Regions from separate parts of the Sus scrofa genome. Here region 1 is linked to region 2. A link is a contact called in public Hi-C data. All regions are on one chromosome and are shown on one strand. The core of a region is the stretch at or near the end of the contact, and the rest is flanking DNA. Distances in the headings are between cores, read along the strand shown. Region 1 holds the start of ZBTB7C (zinc finger and BTB domain-containing protein 7C). Region 2 overlaps ZBTB7C (zinc finger and BTB domain-containing protein 7C).

Evidence for each region. Hi-C and Micro-C count contacts between places; a contact is called where the count stands out from the background.
Region 1: a contact with region 2 is called in a Hi-C map of fetal skeletal muscle, with 2.6 times the contacts expected there. The contact joins the promoter of ZBTB7C here to the enhancer-like site in region 2. A contact is called at or near these places in 10 of 47 Hi-C or Micro-C datasets (embryonic fibroblasts, epiblast stem cells, fetal skeletal muscle and 6 more) and 1 of 2 datasets of contacts at active chromatin or transcription factors (skeletal muscle).

What each region holds. Positions count from the first base shown.
Region 1 is chr1:98,012,912-98,018,642 of Sscrofa11.1, reverse strand. It overlaps ZBTB7C (zinc finger and BTB domain-containing protein 7C), which reads left to right and starts at 3,485. Exons shown (of 5, transcript XM_021092801.1): 1 at 3,485-3,704.
Region 2 is chr1:97,619,463-97,625,094 of Sscrofa11.1, reverse strand. All of the region lies in intron 4 of ZBTB7C (zinc finger and BTB domain-containing protein 7C), which reads left to right. Among named protein-coding and RNA genes, the nearest start is that of SMAD2, 140 kb to the right of the region's middle. Within about 2 kb of position 3,389, at least 8 of the 83 cell types and tissues checked have an H3K27ac peak or open chromatin away from gene starts, as enhancers often do. A contact at or near this core is called in fetal skeletal muscle, where this site is marked.

The sequences.
Region 1 (5,731 bases), core at 2,236-4,735, 390 kb before region 2:
TTTTGCCATTGTTGAGACAATTGGCTAACTCTAAATATGATTTAGATTAGACAATAGTACTGATGGAAATTTTCTGATTTTGATGATGACATCAGGGAATGTCCTTATTGTTAGAGAACACTCACTGAAGAATTTATCAATAAAGGAGCATCATGTCTTCAGCTTAATCTCAAGTGGTTTAGGAAAAAATAATATGTATCTAGAGAGACAGCAGGATAAAACTAATATGGGAAATATGTGCATTTGGGGAATCTGGGTGAAGGTTGATGGTAATTCTTGATATTTTTATAACTTCTGAAAATCTAAAATTATTTCAAAATAAATATTTAAAAAGAGAGAGGGTGGGAATCTAAACCTAAAGGACTGGGTCAAATGCTACTCTTTCCTGGAGATTTCTTTGAACTGAGACTGCGCCCTGCCCAACCTGCTTTGTGGTTACGTGATTACATGGACCATTGTTTTCTTGCAATTTTCTTCTGCCTGGATTTCCTTAAAGGCTCTTCCCTCTTTCTCCTCTAGAGGCAGCATCACAGGATGGGCCGCTGCTGGATTCCTGAACTCAAACTTCTGAGTCCCAAAGTTGCCTGTGCCACTTTCTAGCTTCTGGATCTTGGTCATTACCATGACTATTGACATCAGACTTCTCATCTATAAATGGTCATAACATAATGCACCACACAAGTTGTCCTGAGGAACACAGTACAATGCATGCCATGATTCTGATTCTAGCCGGAGCTCTCTAAATGTTACTTCCTCCCTTTTCTTTTCCCTTGAAAAGGGAACCTCCTTGGGAGATCTCATCAAAGTATCATCCCACAAAGGCCTTGCAGCCTCTGAGCACCCTTTTGACGTATTTATCTAAATATGTGAATCCAGTTCTCTGATAATTTCTGAAAAAGTTATTTCCACAACTAATATTGTGGGCAGTTTATATCATACTCCACAATGCTTGATAGTAGCTCACAGCAGCCCCTTAATGAATGTTGTTTACAAAGTAACTCTTGCCCACACGTTTTCTCATCTGGTCATCGCAGCATCCCTAAGGTGTAGAAACGCTCTTAAAGGTGTAAAATTTTGCCTGTGGTCATTAAGTTCAGGAGCCCCGTGGCTCGCTGTCTGGGCCATAGAACCCTCCTCCATAGCTCATGGCATGGAAACCCATCCAGTGATGCACAGCTATGGAACCTCTGCTCTGAGCAGGCTGTACTCAGAGCAGGGAGGTGATCCTTTCTGATTTAGAGGCACTTCTGATTTAATACCCACCTCCCTCTTTTTTTAAACAAAACACCCTTTTCATGGTCATGGCTACCCTCATTCCCAGGACTGCATTCCTATCAGCTGCAGGTGTCTTGCAGTTTTCAGAGCTCACATCTCCCAGGTACTTCCTAAATGCATCCCCATGCTTCTGGCTTAGAAGCTCGACTATATCAGCTGGGTCTGTGGTACTCCAAATGGCTGAAGACCCTGTAAGGAAAGGAAGTGAGGCAGACAACCAAATTTAGCAGGGATACAACCTAGTTTGGGAGGGTAAAGGCTCCAAGGGCTGCTTAAAGTAAGGTTATTATTTTGCCACTGAAAGCTTTAGCTACTTGGAAGTCTGACATCCTGAATCTGAAAAATCTTAGTTTCCACAACAGATTTCCTTAGACTTCTATTGCTTTTGAACAGTTTGTATAAGGTGGTTATTCAAACTGACAAATGAATGACATTTTCTTATTAGGAAAAGTTAGGCCTCTCTGACTAGTGAAACGTGATGTGCACAACTCTGTTTCAGTTCTCCTTTTCATGTTTGTGCCTAGCTTTCTGAAGTTACGCCCTATTCCAGAATCTTTTCCCTTGTTTTCATTACACCAAAGCGGTGCCAAGCAATGCGCATTTATTACGCGAATGAATGAAAGGAAGACAATTCCCAGCGAGCAGAACTGGCAAGAAGGGCCAAGTAAAGGGTCTACACGTTTATTTTCGTGAATTCTGTAAAGGATGTCATAGAGTATCTTCAACATTCAAGGACTCGATGCGGACGGCCGCAGTCCCACTGTCCGTTCATTAGTCAATGGCCAGAATGGGGTCAGGAGGGAGGGATTCTCTTTTTCGCCTGTCCTGAGCGTCCCGCGCAGCTCAGGAAGCACAGTCCCTGTAAGAATTTGAGAACGGAAAACTTCGCAGCGTCGGAAGAACCAGCCCTGGAGAGGACCTGCAGACATCCGAGGGTACAGTCGCAGATGTCGCGCCAGGGTGGGCAAGGGTTTCTATGTCTGCCTTGAGCGCGGAAAGCGGGGGTTGTAAAAAGGAGCGCCAGTGTGCTCCGGCCAGCTGGTGGCCGGAACATCTCTTCAGAGAGTCGCCTCGTCCGCGAGCGTTCACATCGTCGCCCCTGAACCAAGATCCCCCTCCTCTTTTCCCTGATGGGCCCTTTGCGCTGTCCGTCACCAGTCAGCGCCTGCAGCGGATCCCAAGGAGACTCTCCCCTCCGTACGGTACCAGCGGAGGCGGTGTTTGGAGGTACTGGGCGGGGCCAAGTCCTTCCAGGGCCCGCCCCTTGGCTGCGTAGCTGGGTGATTGGATGCTTCAGAAAGCCGCCTTGTAGGCTGTTCAAGGGAGTAAACGAGGGCTGGAGGTTGGTTCCCCGCTCGCATGCTGGGTACCCAGGCCCGGAGATCCCGCGTCCGAGCGGCCTCTAAGGCTGGGCTGCCCGCAGGGATTTGGGGGCCCTGGAGTGCTGCAGTCCTTTGGTTTCTCGTGTCAGAGATGTGTCTTTCCGAGCTCGCTGAAATTCTGAGAGCATTTGGGAAACTTCTGTCCCCAGTTCTTGCTCCCTACTTTCCACTGGGGAAGCAGTTGCTGAGTTGTTTTATTTCCTCCCCTAATCAGACTCTGTAAAAATAGCCGTGCGCCGGGGCGACCAAGCCAAGCTCTGCTGCTCCGCTGTCCTGGGCAGGGTGTGGACCTAAAAATACCCGGCGGTCTGGAGCCCTGTGCTCTGGATGCGGGCGGGTCCAGCCGGGCCGCAGAGGGCGTCTGGAGACCGGAGAAACGGCGGCCGCCTGGCCTCTCGCCTCGACCGGGGCTGTCCCTTTAAATCCTGGAGGAGGCAAAGAGAAAAAAGGAAAGAAAGAAAAAAGACGCGGAGCCCCAAGCGGAGGGTGGCTTTGCTCCCCCCCCCACTCCGCCCCCGCGCAGCGTCCTGACTGCCGCCCGCCGCCTCCGCGGGTCCTGGGCGCCCCCCGCAGCGCCGCCCACCGCCACAGTTACTGTCAAAATAGAAATTAATTGGAGCCGAGGAGGAGGTTGTAACGTAGCAAGTGCATGTGTGGCAGGGTGGGGAGGGGGCGCAGGGGAAGGGGCGGGCGCGAGCGAGAGGCGACCGCAGACATCCGGGCCCTTTAGCCCAGTGCGCACCCCGAACCGGTGGCGCGGGCAGCGCGGGCGCCGGGCGCGGGACGCGGGGCTGACAGCCGCGGCGCGGGAGGCGGGGCGCGAGGAGGGCGGAGGCGCGGCGCGGGGAGGGAGGAGCTGCCGCGCGCCCGCCACCGCCGCTCGGCTCCACACCGCCAGCGCAGCCCCGCCACGAGACTCTGACAGCCGCGCGGCCCGCGCTGCTCGGGCGCACAGGGACTGACGGACGGCGGCGGTGGCGAGGGAGGACTGAGGACCGCTGCCCCGCGCCTAGTCCGGGAGGCGTGCAGGTCCAGCGGCGGATAGAGGTGAGTGGCTTCGCGCGCTGTGCTGGGGCATCCGCTGCTAGGGTCGCGGTTTCCCCCGCACCTTGGTTGCCGAGGCAGGTCGGGGGTCGCGGAGCTCCCGGAGGGTGGCTCTGCATCGCGGGCGGTGGAGAGCGGTTTCCTGGGCTGTTGCTAGGAGGCCAGAGGTCCGCTCGCCCCGGGGCGCCGGCGGGGCAGAGGCGCCCTCGGCGTGGGGGGTAGGAGGCGGGGGGCTGCGGTGGCTATTCAGGGGCTCCGTGCGGCAGCCATGCGACGGGAGGAGGCGGGGGGAGGGAGGGAGGGAGGAGGGGAGAGCCAGCCGAGAGCGAGCCAGCGAGCGGGCGCCGCGCCTCCTGGCTGGCACCGCGGCCCGGAGCGAAGTGGCGCGCGGGCTGGAAGGGAACTTATGCGGACGCGTGCGGCCCGGGGTTCGGCGGTGCCTTCGGGCACGGGCGGGGCGGGCCTGTCAGCAGCCACAGGTGGTTTCTGCCAAAAGTTATACCGCACTTCTGCTGGGAAGGCGCGCGAACATTTTGGAGAGCGGCGGTTTCCTGAGACTTTGGCATCCGCACTGAGGTCTTATGCTGAGAATTAGGAAAGGGGCTGGAAAGTCTGGGACCGCACATCTTGCGACACGCCTCAAGGGCTTCGTGGCGGTCCCCGCTGGAGGTGGTTCCTTTGCAGGACTCCGAGACCCACGCTGCTGTCCAGTAGGGAAGTTCGGGAAATGGGCGCACGCACGGTTTCTCCGTGCCTCGGGAAAGTTAAGCCGAGACCAGCCCGGTATCTGTCGCCCGCACCGGGCAGCGCAAGGTCTCTTCCTAGTGACACGCACTAGGGAGCGCCTTCGCTCGTGGTGTGCGCATCTCTCGCTCCTTTGAAAGCAGATCGTCCTTGGCCGCTGTGTTGCTTTGTTATTAGGGCTGCTTCTCTGATTTCATTAGGAAGAGGATCGAGGAGGAACCAGAGAAAAGCGAAGCGGCAACGGCTCATTTTCTTTCAATCCAGCTGCGGAGGCTGGTACCCAAGCCTAGGTGTCAAGGGTCCAGGGCCAAGAGGAGCAAAGAGTTGGTGGCATGTGGCTGCCTGCCCAGAGAAACTCGCTGGTCTATTCTCCAGGCTAGGCCTGGGGTTTCTGGGGCCTCTGGGACAGAAAGAGGAATGAGGGTGGGAAGGGAAGACGTTTAGAAGAGGAAGATGTGCCTTGGTCAGCCCTGGGAGAGAGGCTCTGAGAGAAGTCCAGTGGTTTGGCCCCATTCCTCATTGGCCAGGTTGATGAATCCAGGGCAGTGAGGTTAGCACCACCCGGGTAGGTCCGCCCTGGGCTGAAAGAAATCATTATCCCCAGAGTGGGTCTGATACCCAGCTGTTGCAAGTCGGTACAGAACTGCATGAGAGTTGGAAACACTCAGCCCTTCATTCTGGCTGGTCCTGTTCCCACTCCCTGTTCCCCCAGCCCCAACAAGTACCTGAGAGGAAAGCATACCCTTGGCTTTAAAGGAAGTCACAGAATTTGGAAGCTGAAAGAGACTCTAGAAATTTTAGAAGCACTTATTTTACAGATGAGCAGATTCAGGCCCAAGGAAGGAGAAAGTGACCTTCCACAGTGGTTAGAGGCCAGGGAGACTAGAAATGACATCAGCCTCCCAGGCCAGGGTGGAGAGAGTTTCTCTGCAAGTCCTTGTAGGGCCTGAGATCAGAAATGCCACCCCCACACCCCCAGTCCATCATGGGCTCGTTATCTGGTACTTTTTACATCCAAGCTTGCCAGCTAATTTCCTGTCCCCTGCCCTTGGCTTAAAAAAAAAAAAAATCAGAACTGTCATTGCCCATTTGCAGTCTGACACTATCCCAACTTTTCCTGCTCCCTCCTCACCCCAAATTCCTCAAACTCCTTGTGTAACATAATGTGGCTTGATTAGCCAGAATGAGTTTGCAGCCTGTCTCACTGTGAAGCACTGTGAAGCACCCACTTTCGGTAGGATGCCAGAACTCTGTTTTCCTGGTAATTAGGTTTTACAGATATTTTT
Region 2 (5,632 bases), core at 2,140-4,639:
GTGGGGGCCTTGGGGAGTTCCCACTGTGTCTCAGTTGGTTACAAATCTGACTAGGATCCATGATGATTCGGGTTCGATTCCTGGCCTCACTCAGTGAGTCAGGGACCCGGTGTTGCTGTGAGCTGTGGTGTAGGTTGCAGACTGGCTTGGGTCCTGCATTGCTGTGTCTGTGGTGTAGGCCAGCGGCTATAGCTCTGATTCGATCCTTAGCCTGGGCACTTCCATAGCCTGCAGATGCAGCTCTAAAAAGCAAAAAAAAAAAAAAAAAAAAAAAAAAGGAAGAAGAAGAGGAAATGAGGGCCTCAGCAAGCCCTGTAGATCCATGGAAGCCAGTTTGAAACCCCCTAGTGGTGGGCAGCCCCCATTATTTTATTTGGAGCACAGGCAGCATGCCAGGGCTTGTCCTGGGCATATTACACACCCGCTCACCCCTGCCATGGCCTGGAAGATGGGGAGAGGTCATGGCCTTTGTCCACAAATAAGTGATCCGTCTCCCAGGGGCTAGTCAGCCCCTTGTCAGCCCAGATGGAAAGTGGTAGAGCTGAGACTTGAACGCCAGTTCATATATGACAGCAAAATCTGTGACAGGAGACCCTAGAGTCCCCTGTGGGCCTTTCTAGACCTAAAGGATGGGTCTCCTTTCATGTTCTCCCTTTGACTGTCCATGTGGGGAAGAGGGTAACTTTATGCTGTCATAAAAGTTGAAATTTGAGGAGCTCCCCTTGTGGCTTAGTGGTAATGAATCCAACTAGTATCCATGAGGACACAGGTTCGATCCCTGGCCTTGATCAGTGGGTTAAGGATCTGACGTTGCTATGAGCTGTGGTGTAGGTTGCAGAAGCAGCTTGGATCTGGCGTTGCTGTGGCTGTGATGTAAGCCAGCAGCTGCAGTTCTGATGCAGCCCCTAGCCTGGGAATATCCATATGCTGTGGGTGTGGCCCCAAAGAGACAAAAAAAAAAATTGAAATTTGAAATCAGTACATTCTAAGCCTTTCATCATTCCCAGACTCCATCCCCTTCAGAAGGTACACTGTGTCATGTATGCACCTTCTGTACACACAATGTACAAACCTGCACAATCATCAAAACTGATTGATATGATGATGTGGGGTCTGACTGTCTGCTTCTGGGTTTTGATGGGCCTCATTGTGAGGAAATGTGCACCTGTGGTCACTGGTGTGAGGCTGACCTTCCCAGCCATGTCCACAGGCAGGACGGTTCTGGTGAGTGGCCCTACATCAGAGCTTGGTCATTTCCTTGTGTTGGATGTGGATAGAGCCAGGTGGATACCTGCCCTGGGACCATCGTGACTCCTGAGACTGAGTCCTTTCTCCACACTCCCACTGTCCCCATCAAAGAACCCGCCTTGAGAAACCCACACCTGTTGCAATGCTGCTGCTGTCACTGCACAGCCTCTTAGCAGTTTATCCTTAGGGATTGGGGGGAGCTCATTCTTTTGATTTTTCTCAGTGGTCCAAAGCTTTGGTTTTCGAGGTTGCCAGAGAAGGGCACAGGAATATGTTCAGATGGCAGTGGCATTGCGAAAATAGCTCTGCAGGCTCTTCCAGTGACTGTTTCAAAGGACAACACTGATTGTTTCCAAGGTGGCCTTGGCTCTCCTTGCATCTGCTTCTGTAAAGGCAACCCCAGCAGAATCTTCCAGATGCTTCTAGAGCTGACAGTGAAGGGAGAATTTCCAGGTCCCGATGGTCAGGGTCCCCCATATCCAAGGTGTGTCCCCTTCCACCCAATAGGGCTGATCTCAGGCACTCTGCTCCTCTTACCGCCACAGAGCCGCTGGAACCAAAGTCCCTGAGATTCACACCCCCCTCCCTCGAGTGTGAGTCAGCCCCTCACGAATGGCCCTGCCACTCTGATGTTGCCCCACCTCCTACCCCATCTTCTAAATTCACCTAAATACTATAAAGGCTTGACAAAGCACAGGGATAACAGGAGGAAGATACACCAGAGCCCAGTTCAAATTCAAGTGCAGTTCACACCTCTGGAGCCAGGACCTCTCTACAGCCTGTGCCTCCAAGCCCAGTCCCCTGGGAATGACATCAAGACGTGGACACTCTTCACAGTCTGGATCCGAGTCCTGCCATCCGGGCTCTACCCTCCCTGCCTGTCCCTTGAGCAGATGGCTGATGCTGGGGACAGACTTCCCTGCACCCAGGTCTGTGCCTTCAGAGGGATGTGCTGCATCTCAGGGTACCACCCAGTGAGCCCGCCTGGCCCCTGAGTCCCCATCTTCCCTCCCTCCCCCACTCCCCTCCCAGACGTTCCCACACTCAGCTTGCAGTGGGGGCCACTTTGTGCCTGCCTTCCCTCGGGAACGTTTGCAACTTGGTCAGTCAGGACAGTCAGACTTCTCACCCTCTTGACACCAGAACATCGTCTGTGTGGGCCTCCTTGCCCGCTCCCCCATGCTGTGCTGAAGAGGAGGGTCGCATTCCAGAACCCTCCCAGCACATTCCTGCTGATCACTCAGGGCGGCCTCTGTGCCTGCCGGCTCCCCACCCCTCAGGGCCAGGTCAGCCATGGGGCGGTTCTGGCCATCCGGCCCTGTGCCCTCCCCTCCCTCCCGATTTACTCCTGCTCAGCAGCACAACAGCCATCTGCACCCCCAGGCTCTTCCAGCTGAAGCAGCTGCATTCCCACCTCCATCCACAATTCCCCTTGCTCGGTTCCCACGGGGCATTGGCCCTCCGGAGAAAGGTCAGAAAAGCTCTCAGGGTGCCCCCTTCCCAGGGCAGGGATACCCGGAGTCAGGGGAGGTTGGAGAGTCTCTTGGCCTCCTCACCTGCGGACTTTATTTCTCACAGTGAACACGCCCCTCGCCATCACATTCTTCAGAATCACCTGTCTTCCCTCCTGTCCCCTCCCTGGAGCTGCCGTGCAAGATTCTTTACAGCTGGCCTGTCCAGGTTATGGGGGGAGGAGGGTGCAGCCAGGGAGGGGTGCCTGTAACTCTCTCTACAGTCAAGTCCCCTTGCAGCCTTCCCACAGGGACCTCTTTTGTGGCTGACTTCTTCTTCTTATTATTATAATTAAAGTATAGTTGATTTATAATATTCCTTCAACGTCTGCTGTATAGCAAAGTGAGCCTGTCATACATCTATTCTTTTTTTACATACTATCTTCCATCGTCTTCTAACCCAAGGAATGGGATAGAGTTTGCTGTGCTGTACAATAGGACCTCATTACTTATCCATTCTAAATGTAAGAGTTTGCACTACTAACCCCAAACTCCCCATCTCTCCTACTCCCTCCCCCTCCCCCTTGGCAGCCACAAGTCTGCAGCCACAAGTTTGCAGTCTGCACCACCGCCTGTAACACCGCCCTCAGCGGGAGACTCCTTGGCAGCCACTTAGAGCAGCAGCTGCTGCCTCTTTGACTCAGAATTCCCAGAGTCCCTTGCAAGGCTACTCCCTGGGGCTGGACCCCCTCCCCGCCACCCCCTAGAGGCTGAGGGCCCCAGCCCTGCTGCCCTCACGTCCTCCGCTGGGACCCTGTTTCCCTTTCTGGAGCTTGAGTCTTTGCTTAATCACAACTGAGCCTCTGCTCTCTGGCCAGGCCTCCTTTCCTCTCTTCTTGATGCTGACTCTGCTTCCCCGCCCTCCTGAGGCACGTGGAACAACTTACCCTCCCCCTGCAAGGTGTCCCTTTGGGCCAGGCTCTGAGTTATGGCCTTAGATGCCAACTCCCAGCTTGTTCACATGCCCGTGGGAGCATCATTCCTCAAGACTTCAGCAGCCCCAATGTAATAGAGGGGTCTGGGGGTCCTTCTGAACACAGCCTTCATTCTGCGGGTCTCTGAGGATTTGGGGTGCCCCACCATGATGTTGTCAGTTCCTTGGTGTCAGGGAACCTGACCTGTGAGTCAGCTCTAGATTTCAGCCAGTCCCACCAGTTGTCTCACCACTGATGTTTTCACATATGAGACACCCCCGGAGGCTTTCACCAGTCTATGTACCTCTGGCTCCATGCTGTCCCATCCTAGCTCTGGGCACCCCGTGATCCCTTGGACTCCAAGTCCTTATGTTTGCGCTGGAGTCTATGTGTACACTCCCCCAGCCTGGCCCAAGGTCACCACGTTCTTCCTGAGGACGACGGCTGGGTGATGGCCGTCAAGACAGCACATGCTCAGATGGGTCCTGGGCTCTGACTTGGGAGAGAAACAGCTCCAGGACTTAAGGCAGAGGCAGTCTGGACCACAATTCCCCTCAACCCTTCTCATCAGGAGTCTTCTTCTATCCCAGGAAAGTCTGGAAGCCCAGGCCAAAGGCCAGGACTGTGGGGGGTTCCACTAGATGTGGCCCCTAGGATGGTCTTTAAAGAATGGGGAGCATGGGGGCCAGAGAAGACAAGAAGGTATTTGTCTTCTCTGCAGACAGAGGGACACGGCGCACTTAGTGCATCTTTTCCCTGCCCACCCCCATCGCAGGTCCCCCCACTTCTTGTTGCCTCAATCCCAGCCATCACCATCACCAACAGGGCCTATGAAGATCTCAGAAGAGTCTTAATTGCTCCCGTCCCTCCACATCAGTCCTTGGGTGTAGGCAGCCTTTCAGGGGAACTCCTAGAGAGCATGGTTGGGCAGTCTTCCTTCCCAGAACCCCTGCATCCCCTATACCCCCTGCACCCCATCCTCAACCCGGCTCTCACAGGTGCTCTAGCCATGTCTACAGGACACATAATGAAGGCAAGGAACTGCAAAACCTGAGAAGAAACCAGCCCCCAAGACAACAAAGTTTCCACAGAGGCCTGGAGAAAGGGATGGGCAAGCTCTGTCCCCTGAAAAGTCAATCCCTGATGAGCCGCGATCTCCCCAATTTCCCCTACCGACATCCCACAAAGGCTGCACCTTTTAGCCTCTGCCCCTGCCCCAGTGCCAGGTAAACGCTGATAGCTCCATGCCGCCGGCCCCGCTGTCAGCTCTCCAAACAAGGCCAGGAGACTGGCTTTTTTATTTTTTTTCTTTTCCGTATTTTCTTTTTAGTCCTCCCACTCCTGGCAGCACTGGGGACCTTATTAAGATAATGCAATGTCATTAGCCACGGCAGCAGGAAGAGAATTTGTCTCAGGCCATCAGGTTACCAAGAAGTCTGGGTGGATGGTGCTGGGAAAGCCTTATCGGCCCTGGAGCCTCCGTGGAGGCGGAGGACCCCAGGCCCTTTCCTTTCACTCGGGGGAATGAGATCATGAAGACTAGCTCATCTTTCCCGAACATGAGCTCGCCAAGCTGGAAGGGGGAATGCCGAGCCAGCTTGGGTGCCTGTGGCCTGAGAGGGGGCCCCTGGGGCAGGCTTCAGGGAGAAGATGATGGGCCAGGGGACAAGGCGAGGGAGGAGCATGTCAGATTGGGGGTTGGGGAGCTCTGAGAAGTAGCCCCGCACCAGCAGCTCATGATCATGAGCACCCACTGGACCTTGAGTGGTGAGCAGCGGGCAGAACACCAAGGTCTCTGACAGCTTCTTATCTGAGCAGGTGCTGGTACCCTTCAAGGGTACAAGGGCGGGACGAGGGCCGAGAGACCAGGGCCTGGCACTCACTCATCGATGCTGCCTGAGGACATGGAGCCCAGCGTCTCCTGGGGACCACGGTCCCTTGGGGCCCCAGCTTTAGGAC